Linked DNA regions of Lactuca sativa: region 2 is linked to region 1. A link is a contact called in public Hi-C data. All regions are on one chromosome and are shown on one strand. Each heading gives the region's core, a stretch centred on a gene start, on an enhancer-like site or on the middle of the called end of the contact. The rest is flanking DNA. Distances are from core to core; before and after follow the strand shown.

Evidence for each region. A called contact is a pair of places that touch in the nucleus more often than the background predicts.
Region 2: a Hi-C map of seed shows a contact between it and region 1, with 8 times the contacts expected there. The contact joins the promoter of LOC111914813 here to the promoter of LOC111882878 in region 1. A contact is called at or near these places in 4 of 4 Hi-C or Micro-C datasets (bud, leaf and seed).

The regions. Positions count from the first base shown.
Region 1 is chr6:176,823,253-176,829,416 of Lsat_Salinas_v11, reverse strand. LOC111882878 reads left to right here and starts at 3,884. Exons shown (of 9, transcript XM_023879246.3): 1 at 3,884-4,114; 2 at 4,240-4,364; 3 at 4,704-4,784; 4 at 4,886-4,974; 5 at 5,053-5,127; 6 at 5,438-5,499; 7 at 5,604-5,660; 8 at 5,738-6,001. The coding sequence starts at 4,242. LOC111882876 (somatic embryogenesis receptor kinase 1) reads left to right here. Exons shown (of 11, transcript XM_023879245.3): 3 at 103-174; 4 at 256-399; 5 at 482-553; 6 at 621-692; 7 at 785-897; 8 at 984-1,115; 9 at 1,205-1,546; 10 at 2,025-2,419; 11 at 2,506-2,991. The coding sequence ends at 2,820.
Region 2 is chr6:177,112,800-177,119,254 of Lsat_Salinas_v11, reverse strand. LOC111914813 (exocyst complex component SEC6) reads left to right here and starts at 5,111. Exons shown (of 25, transcript XM_023910518.3): 1 at 5,111-5,361; 2 at 5,473-5,810; 3 at 6,053-6,186; 4 at 6,410-6,455. The coding sequence starts at 6,058.

The DNA.
Region 1 (6,164 bases), core at 2,635-5,134:
TAAGTAACTGTACCTTTTATCCAAAGCCATTGAATAACGATTAACAATACATTCAATTACTACATAGATTCATGTAATCTCTTCACACCATGAAATTTTCAGTGATCTAGGAAATGCAGCTCTATCTGGCACATTGGTTCCCCAAATTGGTCTGTTAAAGAATTTGCAGTACCTGTAAGTATCATTCTCTAAAATAACACTTCTACATTTACAATTACACACTTTTGATGATTGTTTCTTGATTATTTTCTACAGGGAGTTATACAGCAATAACATAAGTGGCCCAATTCCAAATGATGTTGGAAATTTAACAAATTTAGTGAGCTTAGATCTTTACCTCAACAGTTTTTCAGGGCCAATTCCTGTCACATTGGGGAAGCTTTCAAAGTTGCGATTCCTGTATGTTGACTTACCTCATCCTTTGACTTGCATTTGACCAAAAAGAAATTAATAATTTTTTTTAATGCTTGTGTAAGGATAGCCGGCTCAACAATAACAGTTTGACCGGTCCAATCCCATTGCAGTTGACTAACATCACATCTTTGCAAGTTCTGTAAGTGTTCTTTGACTTTTTCCATTAAGTAAAAATATTCTTCTGATTTTCTAATTTATCATTTTAGGGATTTATCAAATAATCGTCTGTCAGGATCAGTTCCAGACAATGGATCTTTTTCACTATTTACACCAATCAGGTTTCTTAATAAAATAATCTTATTCTTATTTCATTTTTTTTTCCTTCAAGAATATAACTAATACAAGATTAATGTCAATTGTCAAATCTTAGTTTTGCTAACAACCTGGATCTTTGTGGCCCGGTCACCGGGCACCCCTGCCCGGGGTCACCACCATTCTCACCACCTCCACCTTTTGTGGAGCCACCACCAATTTCTCTACCAGGTGATTAGCTCAAAATATTTCTATAATCTTTTTTTTTTTATATTCAATTGTTTTGAAAGTAAGAATCCATTGTTGTGTATTTTCAGGTGGAAATAGTGCCACCGGAGCTATAGCGGGAGGGGTGGCGGCTGGGGCGGCACTGCTGTTTGCCGCCCCTGCTATTGCATTTGCATGGTGGCGACGTCGAAAGCCTCAAGAATTTTTCTTTGATGTGCCTGGTTAGTCATTAACAAAAAAAGTTTTTTTTTTTTTTTTTTTTTTTTTTTAAAGATATTGAATTAATTGAGTTGAAAACATGAGTGTACAGCTGAAGAAGATCCAGAGGTTCATTTAGGACAACTTAAAAGATTTTCTTTAAGAGAATTACAAGTGGCAACGGATAGTTTCAGCAATAAGAACATATTGGGTAGGGGCGGATTTGGAAAAGTGTACAAAGGGCGATTAGCAGACGGGTCCCTCGTTGCTGTAAAAAGATTGAAAGAGGAGAGGACGCCAGGTGGCGAGCTCCAGTTTCAAACAGAAGTTGAGATGATTAGTATGGCTGTACACCGAAATCTCCTTAGATTAAGGGGCTTTTGTATGACTCCAACTGAAAGATTACTTGTTTACCCCTACATGGCTAATGGAAGTGTCGCATCATGTTTGAGAGGTATTATTATTATTATTATTTATTTATTATTTATCATTCCTTACTTTTTCTTCTATTAAGTCATTCTTTCTGCATCAAGTGAAAAGGGAACACTTGTATATTGGCAGGTTTAGCCCTTACAATTTGTGTGTTTCATACTTTGATCACACATTATGTTTGTGTATTGGTAGGTTTAGTCCCTAGAATTTTTGACTTTCATATATTGGCATATTTGTTCCCTTAACTTTTCTATATTGCCATGTTTGGTCCTACAATTTTTTGGGTTTCATACTTTGATCACACAATCTTTTTGTATATTGGCAGGTTTGGTCCCTAAAATTTTCGGGTTTTAGACATTGACCATAAGACTTTCATATATTTGGCATATTTGATCCTTAAACTTTTGTATATTGCCATGTTTGCTCCTACACTTTATGGTTTTCAGACTTTTGCCACATGACTTTTGTATATAAATTATAACTGATTTATTTATTTGTAGAGCGGCCTCCAAACGAGCCACCCTTGGATTGGGGAACCCGAAAACGGATCGCATTAGGATCGGCCCGTGGACTTTCTTATTTGCATGATCATTGTGACCCGAAGATAATTCATCGCGATGTTAAAGCTGCAAATATTTTATTGGATGAAGAGTTTGAAGCGGTTGTTGGTGATTTTGGTTTAGCTAAATTAATGGATTATAAAGATACACATGTCACGACAGCTGTACGTGGCACAATTGGCCATATTGCCCCTGAGTATTTATCCACGGGCAAATCGTCCGAAAAAACCGATGTTTTTGGATACGGAATCATGCTTTTGGAGTTGATTACAGGTCAAAGGGCGTTTGACCTTGCTCGCCTTGCTAATGATGATGATGTCATGTTACTTGATTGGGTAAGTATTTAGTATTTAGTATTTAGTATTTACTATTCCATTCCGTTGTTGATTGTGATTCCGTTCCCGTTGTGGATTGATTTCAGGTGAAAGGGCTGTTGAAAGAGAGGAAAGTGGAAATGCTTGTGGATCCGGATTTGGAATCGAATTATGTGGATTCGGAAGTGGAGCAACTGATACAGGTGGCATTGCTGTGTACACAAGGGTCTCCAATGGAGAGGCCTAAGATGTCTGATGTGGTGAGAATGCTGGAAGGTGATGGATTGGCTGAAAGATGGGATGAATGGCAGAAAGTGGAAGTTTTAAGACAGGAAATGGATTTAGCACCACATCCTAATTCCGATTGGATTCTTGATTCCACTGAGAATTTGCATGCTGTTGAATTATCGGGTCCAAGATGAGGCGATTTCAAAGTTAGGGTTATATTATGATTATGGTGGTTAATTTTGTGCATATTTTGAGGTTGTAATTGAATTGTGGGGATTAGTATAATTTAATGGGATTATATCATAGACTGATGTAATTTTGACGATAAGGTTTTAACTAAAAATGGTGGTTCCTTTTGGAATGAATGTGTTTCTTTCATTGGACATGACGAATGTGTTTCTAACGTCTTCAGACATGTGGTTAATACTAATAGTGTTAATTAACACACTTATTGAAATGATGAAATATGTCTAAAACGACAACATTATGTCAAATAATAATTGGGATGAAATTAGTTAATGCTTATTGATTATTAACTAATTATGTAATATTTGAAATTAAAAGGCGATTAAGGCATAATTAAGACATGATATTGTTAAAATGGAAGTTCACAATGTAATAATAAATGTATGTCATTTCAACCCCAATATTTTTATTCAAAGTTTATGTTTTATTATTTTACCACAAAGTTAAAGTTATATTTTTGACATTTTTTTGAAGTTTGATAAATATGTATATATATATTTCAAAGTTAAAAGCCTAAAACTAAATTGTTTCAAAGTTGAGAAATATATTTCGGTTCCAATTTTATGCTGAACCGAACTAGAAATATAAATTTCTAAGGTATTGAACATGAAACAAAAAGACAAAGTTAAAGAATTTTAAAACCAAAACTCAAAGGGACGTATTTAGGAGCTTTTAGTTTTTAAAAAGAATATCATGTATTAGAGAAAAAAAAACTCTTTAAAAGTATGGGCATAATATTTATTTTAGAACAAAAAGCTAATAACTCAAAAACTATTTAGAATAATTTTTGGGAATTTAATACGTTTTTCAGTTTATAACTTTTACTATTTTTATGTAATTTTAAAAATGATTATAACTATTTACAACAAACAATTTTTACACAAACTTTCGGCTAAAACCTAAAAAACTACATATATATTCTAAACCAGGTTAGTTGAATCCCATGTGGTCCGATCTGAATCCTACGTTTCGATTTTATCGGTTGAAACCAAGATTTATAGACATCAAAAATTCAAAGGCGAAAAATATAAGATCAGATAAATACGGCGGTCTGATTGGCGATACGACCGCCACACTTACAAAACCCTACTCTTTTCTCTTTCTTTAACGACAAACATTATTACTTCTCTTCTCTACTATCAGCAGCTATCCACTCCTATTGCCAAATCACAATAAAACTTTTCAGAGCAGAAGCTGCTGCTTTTCAGGGTCTCATTTTTATCACTCAACAATCAATCAGCTGTACTCCTTCTTTCTTACACATCTTTTCCCAGTTTTTTTTTATGTTTATGTTTAGCTTTTCTGGGTTTATGTTGCATCGATTTGGGATGTTCATTATTATCTGGATTATTGACATGTGTGTGTAGATATGGATCGGTATCAGAGGGTAGAGAAGCCAAGGACTGATGCGCCGATTAATGAGAATGAGATTCGTATAACCACTCAGGGGAGGATGCGGAACTACATTACTTATGCCATCACTCTCGTCCAGGTCTTTATTTTCGCATCCTTTTCTTTTCTTTTTTTGTTCTTGTTCTTAATTTTGGGATGAATCTCTCATGTTATTGGAATGGGGCCTTCTTTCGTTATAATTTTTGCAATCGATAAATTGGGTTTGTTCCTGGTGGATTTCGTTTTTGAGATGCATACCATGTGTTTGATGTTTTGTCTCAGTGGGCCTGCTTCTCGATTTAAACTATCTCCATATAGAAAGTAATAGTTTAAACATAAATAAGCATAAAGTATGTCTCTTTTTCAACGCGATTAGCCCTTTCATCTGTCGATATGTCTGGAGTTTTTGTTTTACGATGAACTTGATATGATCTTACAGGAGAAAGGAGCTGATGAGATTTCTCTCAAGGCAATGGGCAGAGCTATTAACAAAACTGTTATGATAGCTGAATTAATTAAGGTAAAATTAGTTAGTGATTCATATAAAATTTTTTATTCTTTCCATACCTATATATCGTCTTTATTATTTTTTTTTCTGATTAAAAAAACTTGTTGTTTCAGAGAAGGATTGCTGGTCTCCATCAAATTACATCTATTGGTTCTGCCGATATAACAGATATGTGGGAACCACTAGAAGAAGGCCTCCTCCTGTAAGAACATTTTTTTTAAAATTTTTTTTCTTGATGTTATAATGACGTGGAAATAACTTTTTTTTTTCTTGAACTTAGTCTTGAAACTACCCGCCACGTGTCAGTGATTACGATTACCTTGTCAAGAAAAGAGCTTGACACATCATCCATCGGGTAAACTTCCCTAGACTTTCTTCTCATTTTATTTCTTTTAATAGTGATGAAAAATAATGCCATAATCAGTTAATAGGATTTTTTTTCCCATATAGATAGAGTGGCTGAATGGGTAAATAATGTTTGTCCGGATAACATAAAAGTTGTTTTTTTTAATAAGTGAATCATCGAGGTTAAATGACTATTTTACCCTTACGCTCCAACGAACATTTATCTAGAAAAAGACTACATGGAAAAAAGAAACAAGGCCTTGCATGAATTTTGGTCAACAAGGTGGTTTTTTGAAATTCCATTTTTGCCCTAACTGCAGGTATCAACAACCTATTCCAGCTGATCTAGTGAAACCATTAGTAGAATACGATCATGAAGGAGGTAAACTTTTTATTTTCATAACATATTTCATTTTGTTAAGTAAAATTTTCTACTAGAAAATTCATAAACTTTTGCATATTTAATTATTTATCATAATGCGTTAGATGGCTCACCTAACATGCGTGGAAGAGGCCGTGGTCGTGGAAGGGGTAGAGGTAGAGGTAAATAATCATATCTATAATTTTTATTTTATTTTTCTTAAAAATTTACACATTTTCTGTTCCCACATATTTTATAGAATTGTACTTTTTTGTAGGAAATTATAACAATGGAGGGATCGAGTACAATGGAGATGGTGGGTGGGAAGATGGGCAAGGATATGGTGGTGGATGGGATGACGGGCGTGGTTTTGGTGGAAGAGGGCGGGGACGAGGAAGAGGTCGTGGCGGTTACCGTGGACGTGGTGGTGGTGGTGGTGGTTATCGTGGCGGTGCTCCACCACAAGAATTCGGTGGTTATAATGATTATGGTGGATCCGGGCAAATGCCTCCTCCCGGACGTGGTAACTTCTCAAAACCATCTTTCTAGGATTTATATGTCAGCTACCTAGTGGGCCACTGTATACCTGGTTTTTAATGATGTCTATTTGGTTTGAACGAGACCAAATGACCATTTTACCCTTACATTCCCAAAACAAATTTCAAGATATTAAGTGTTTAACCCAT
Region 2 (6,455 bases), core at 3,862-6,361, 290 kb before region 1:
CACAAGAGTATAAGTTGGTGGATTTGACGAGAGATTTTGGATAATAGACTAGTAGTTGTAAATAACTGCTGTAAGGTCAAATTTTTCTGTTTATACTTTTGGTCTGTATTGAACATGACATCCCGAGATTTTGTTATATAATGAAAATACGTTTGTTTAAAGAAATGCTTTGATAAATTTTTATCATATTTTGTTTTGGGAACAAATTCCGCAACTATTTTCTTTAAAAAATTACTTTGATTTTAAAAACAAAGCATAAACAAATCGGTATTTTCTGGCCGTGAAATTGGGGATGTCACATTATGGATTTATTAATTCTGTTTGAATTAAACATCTCAATTAATTTAATAAAGTCCATAAGGTGTAATTGAACTATTCAAAGTAACTAGGTTATTAAAAATTCAAAATTAAAACATTTTAATTAATTTTTAATTTATGACCCAAAAGTTACACCTTTTTAATTACAAGAGTTTCTTAATTTGAGAGTTTTCAAATACTAAAACTTGAGGGCAACTATGAGTTAATATGAGTTAATATGACTTTTATAAAAACTTTTCATGTTCCATAACTTGAGGACAAGTTATGGAGGACTTTAAAAACATTTAAGATCAAATTTTCCAAGCAAAATTATTATATAATTTTCATGATCTAAATTAACTCATATAAGGCAAGAGAATTCATATAAACAATTTACAAGAAATTAGCATATCATACAAACTAATACAAATCTTGAAATTTTGACAATTATCTTTTGATTGGTTGAGCATGATCACTACCATATCAGAAAAACAAATTTTATGATGCAAAACAGTTTGTGGTAGTGATCCTAATTCAATCCAGGCCAAAAATCCTGAAAAACTGTTGTCTGATCATCCAACTCGTCGAGCCCAACTATGGACTCTTCGAGTCCAAGCATGGACTCGTCGAGTATATGCTGACAGAACAATTTTTCAGCTTTGAAAAAAATAAGCAAGCATCAAATATAATAGAAAACAATCCTTGGATTTGATACTACTGTTGGGTTTTTGTATACTACAACATCCTATGGTGCACATACAACCCTAAATGCTTTGGATCTATGTTTTCTCTAATTATGCATGCAATATTGTTTCCAAAGCATTAAGCCTACAACTAACATACAATTGACATAAACAACATAAAAATGAGTTATAGAATTACCTCTTGTTGTAGCTTGTAGTTTTGGCCTTTAAGAACTTAGCACCTCAAATGTGATGCCTCAAATGGTTCACAAACACCATGACCAAATGGAGGACTTTTGAGAGAGAGATTCTATGTACTCAAAATCGATTATGGGAACTCCAAGAACACATGTTCACCGAATTTTAGGCTAAAGGGGGTGTCATATATATAGTGTAGGAATCCAAGGGTCATGGGTAAACCCTAATCCGTACACTTGGTTATGATCCATATTTCGTGTGGGCTAACTCTTCATGGATACTTACATAAACTTAGCATATCATGGATCAATAGCCCAAACAATATATATCACTGATTTACATAATCAGTCCCCGTTAATTTAATTAGTCTCTTTTGATCACTAAATTAATTCCAAATTAATCCTTGATTAATACTAATTAAATAACATGATTTCACATTAATATATTATACTTGTAATATATTAATAAACCACAAATAACCTCTTCTCAAAAGTTCATCCTATCAAATTGCTCTGGTGAAGGCAACCCAAATGGACCATACTACTCTCAGGTCAAGTACATACAAATTATAGTTATGAGCTTAGACACCTAATCCAATAATAACATGTATGGTTATTTTAGGAACCACTCTCTTGTTCGGGCTCCGAATAACTGTACACACTACATCTCCCTGTAAAACAAGGCTAAGTCAAAGGTCCACGTTCTCGATCCTAAGCCAACAATCAAACAAGAACAAGACAAGGGATCGAGCCCATGTCCATGACTCAACCCTTTTATTATAGATTTCTTTTTCAAAAATGTTTTGTGAAAATTATCCGATCCTAGTTTGAGTTTGGATTCACACAAGTGTTCCTCCAAATTCCTCAAACCAGGACTTCTATATCAACTTGTAACGTTCCATTTTCACAACAAAAATTTTTCATTTTATTAAGGTAAAATTCCACATTATATAATCTGTGTTAAGAAAACCATTTGTTCCAAATTGTATTTGTTAATATCAGAGTAATATAATATCGCGAAATCTTCATTGCTGCTGATGAATGTATACAGTCACGCCTTCGCCTTCCCACGGTAATCGATGATACCTAAAAACAATAACAATTGGGTAAACATAAAGCTTAGTGAGTTTCCCCAAAATACCGCACACAACAGAACATATACAATCATGCATACTCTGTCCACAATCATCGGACCGGATTACCCCTTAGCCCACAACATAAGTCTGGATTGCCCCTCCGGCCCATAACTTATGTATGGATTGCTCCCGAGCCCACATCACAAGTCTGGATTGCTCCCGAGCCTACAACTTATGTTTGGATTGCTCCCAGGTTTGTTGGATATCACACATAACAGTATTGCCTCAACCCAACGGCTCTTCCTAAGCCTACATGCCTACGACTCACAACCGATCCGCACCTAGTCTCTTGGCCTACAACACATGACAAGACCGCCTCAATCTCAATCGTTACAATATGTCGACATATAAACAAACAAGAGATCAAGTATGCACATAAATACAGGCAACTAACAATCATACAACTCACTACTTCCTACTAGATCCTCCACAACACACTGCTCTACTACCGACAACTATCCATGGAATGCATAACTATAAGGAAACAATGTGAGATAGCCACCCGAACAGATGATCCTACTCTAAAACCACAACCAAACAAGTAACATGTAAGAAAGCCTAGATCAAGAGTTCTCAGGCTATCCTACATGGCTACATACAACCCCTATAACATTCCACTAGGTGATAACCAGCCTATTGGTACTCTAATCAACATACCACTACCGATGCATCCTAACACACGAAGATATATATATATATATATATATATATATATATATATATATATATATATATATATATATATATATATATATAACAACCCACTACATCACAACAACATCCTATACACAAGGACACATAACCAAATCTCCAAGGAATGCATAGCCATATCTATCCAGATGTGAGACAGACACCCAAACAAATGATCATAGTCTAGAGCCACAACCAAATAAAGAACAAGCAAGAAATCCTAGATCAAGAGTTCTCAGTCTATCCTACGTGGCTAAATGTAGCCCCTAGGGTATCCCTCTACTAAATGATAACCAAAACTAGTGGGTCGACATTGGTGCCTTCGACCCACGGGTACAGTGAGGAAAACTCAACTGAAACGAAGAACTCAAAAACACTGTGACACACTTCCCTTTCTGCATTGCTTGCTCCTACGAGCCCTCTAGCAACAAAACATGAACGAATCTTAATCAACAACCCAAATCCTTCAAGTTTGACCCAAAGTCAAAATGGTCAAAAAGTCAATGGTCAACGAAAGTTAACTGTCAACTACCCCTCACAATGTGACCATCTAAATATCTAATGCTCACATCGTCAGCTACTAAAGGACAAAAATAATTGAGACCCCTTGATCCTCATGACGTAACAGACATATCCTCACGTCGTGAGATCTATCTGAATGACATTTTTGATGTATAAGCTCCTTATTCCATTAAGCTACTAATCCATCTTCTCTAAAAGGCTTATTAACGCCCGAAAGACCATAAAACCAATGCTTTAAGGTCTTGCATGTCCAATGCAAGACTTGAGCTTAGATTAGGGCATTCATGAAGAAAAAAAGGTCAAAACTCAAGTATGAGCTCAAACATCACCAAAACTTCAGATCCATCACATATAATCACCAAGGGACTCGAATGACCCATAAAGTTGCTAACTTTATGGAGTCCCCACACTCTAACTCTTATAATCATGGATAATTATGCATACAACCTTAGATCTAGCAACAATGAATCCTAAAGCTTGAATCTTGGTTACCCACAAATGGTCCAAAGAGGTTGCTAGAAGATGCAAATGAAGCTTCCAACCTGGATCTATGCTCCAGTGGTGATCTCTTCTTCTTCAAGCCACCAAAACACCACCAAAAGCTCAAGAATCACAAGGAGAAGCTAGGATTAGGGTTTTTATGTGCTCGAGGATGAAGGAGGCTGCAAATGAACCCTAAAATGAGGTTTGCGAGGTTTAAATATGAAGGAAACCCTAAAAGACCATGGGCTTGGGCTGCAGCGCATCCCATGTCGTGAGCTCAGTTAAATCAACATTTTTCATTTAATCACTTGTCACGTCGTGACTTCTCTATGGTCACGTCCTGACGCCTGGTTCCACCCAAAAACCATGCATTTGACTTCTTGAAGCCCTAAATCGATCCGTTCCGGAAACTAGGTGTTACATTTATTATGATATTAATGATATTTGTTGTGATATTAGTCACATATATATATTTTTTAAAAAAATTTAACGAATTAACAATTTATGGTCACAGATTAATCTCCGTCTAACTGATTAATCCCTTAACTTCAGTCCACTGACTAGCTAACGTTGAACGTTTTTTTACAACCTTGGTATTTATAGTCGTTGGTGGATGTCTATATGAAAGTTGTGTCTGACTCACCTTTTGTCAGTGTAGTAAGGTAAGATGGTCGTCTTTTGGGTATTCAGGGGAGGGGACATCATGCCTCCTCATTTTATTTGGGCGTTTGTCAGTGTAGTAAGGTAAGATGATCGTCTTTTAGGTATTCAGGGGGGGGGGGGGACATCACGCCTCCTCATTTTATTTGGTGCAGTTCAGGTCCCGAGGAGCTTCCTACATTATCTGTTATGTATTGAGAATATGAGTTATCGATTTAATCCAAACAATGCTCGGGACTATTCCACCGCTCTTATACGATGCTATGATTAATAAGGAATACAAAAATACTGTTATTATGTAATGATAGTTTCTATCAATCACAAAAATATAAATACTTCGCTATTATAGATTGTATATTTTATCACATCATATTCGCATCATATGTAAGATGAATATTGTTTTCTACCTTGTAAAATTGCTTGTTACAAAATTAGAAAATTGAAAACAAAAGTAAAAACGGACGAAAAGGGAGTTTAGTTGTGATCAACTCGGTCAAAACTCAACAAGAACGACAGCTATTACGTTCGCTTCTTTCAGCCGGTCTGGAACATTCGCAGACCACCGCACACGGCACACGCAGCTGAAATTTCTTCGTCGCCGGTATAACTCATCAGCCACAACCATCGTAGGAGGCGCCACCACTGTCTCAATATCACATCCTGTAGCAATTCATATTTATGCACCTCCGAAAAGTAAGTTCGTCGTTATCGGTAATCTCCAACGATTGCAATCTCTACTACAATTGTCCCCCAATTTTGAAAATAAAATCGGATTTTAAATCTCTGTAAATGTAAATTTATCAGACACTGTAGAGGGATCTGATGAACTTTAATTTTGCCGGATTCAAGAGAAAATACAGACGATTATCTTTCTTTCGTGATCCAGTTTATCGGGTACGCTAGAGATCTCTAGAATTTTCCTTTTTTTTAAGACATTAGTTTTTCGAAGGCAGCGTCTCTATCCGTTCACAAAAGCTCTGCGTTCGAACCTTGCTTCCATCTCTCTCGGCGAAACTTGTTCCTCTCACCTCGAGATCCATCAACGATTTTTGCTTCATACTCACCGTCTTTGGCGATTACTGCTTCTACGCAGACCAATTTCTGGTTCACGACAGGCGATTTTGGCATACACTCTGATTAAGGTTAGTAAAACTCATCGATTAAGCTCCATTCTTTATTTACTCGTGGATTTTGGCATCCAAATAAGAATTTTGTTTTTTTAGAATCGATTGCACTTGAATTTTCGTCTGTGTTGTACCCAAACAGTGAATCAATTCTCTTTCTCTACATATCCATTCTCTGCTGCAATTCCATTTCCCTTGTACAAAATGTGCCCTAAATTCACACAGACATGCTGAAGTGATCCATGTCTTTATCATTACAGGCAAGATGATGGTCGAAGATCTAGGAATCGAAGCTAAGGAATCTGCAGTTCGGGAGGTTGCAAAGCTCTTGCCACTTCCTGAACTTCTGCTGTCCATTTCTTCAATCAAGGCAGATTACATTGCACGCCAACAGGTTCATTTGAATGCTTTCTTCTGTAAATTTCCAATATTTATACTCATCACTTGAAGAAAGAAAGTGCATCAAACTCACCTTTTATTTTTTACTTTCAGTCAAATACAAATGTAATTTTACTGGTTGCTAAAGATTTATGCTTCAGCAAATTAGTCTTATGTTCAATTGTTATTGTGTATACTATCTCTCACATACTTTTTTCTTTTCCTTTCATTTATTTCAGGCTACTGATGCACAACTTAGCACTATGGTTGCTGAACAGGTTGAAC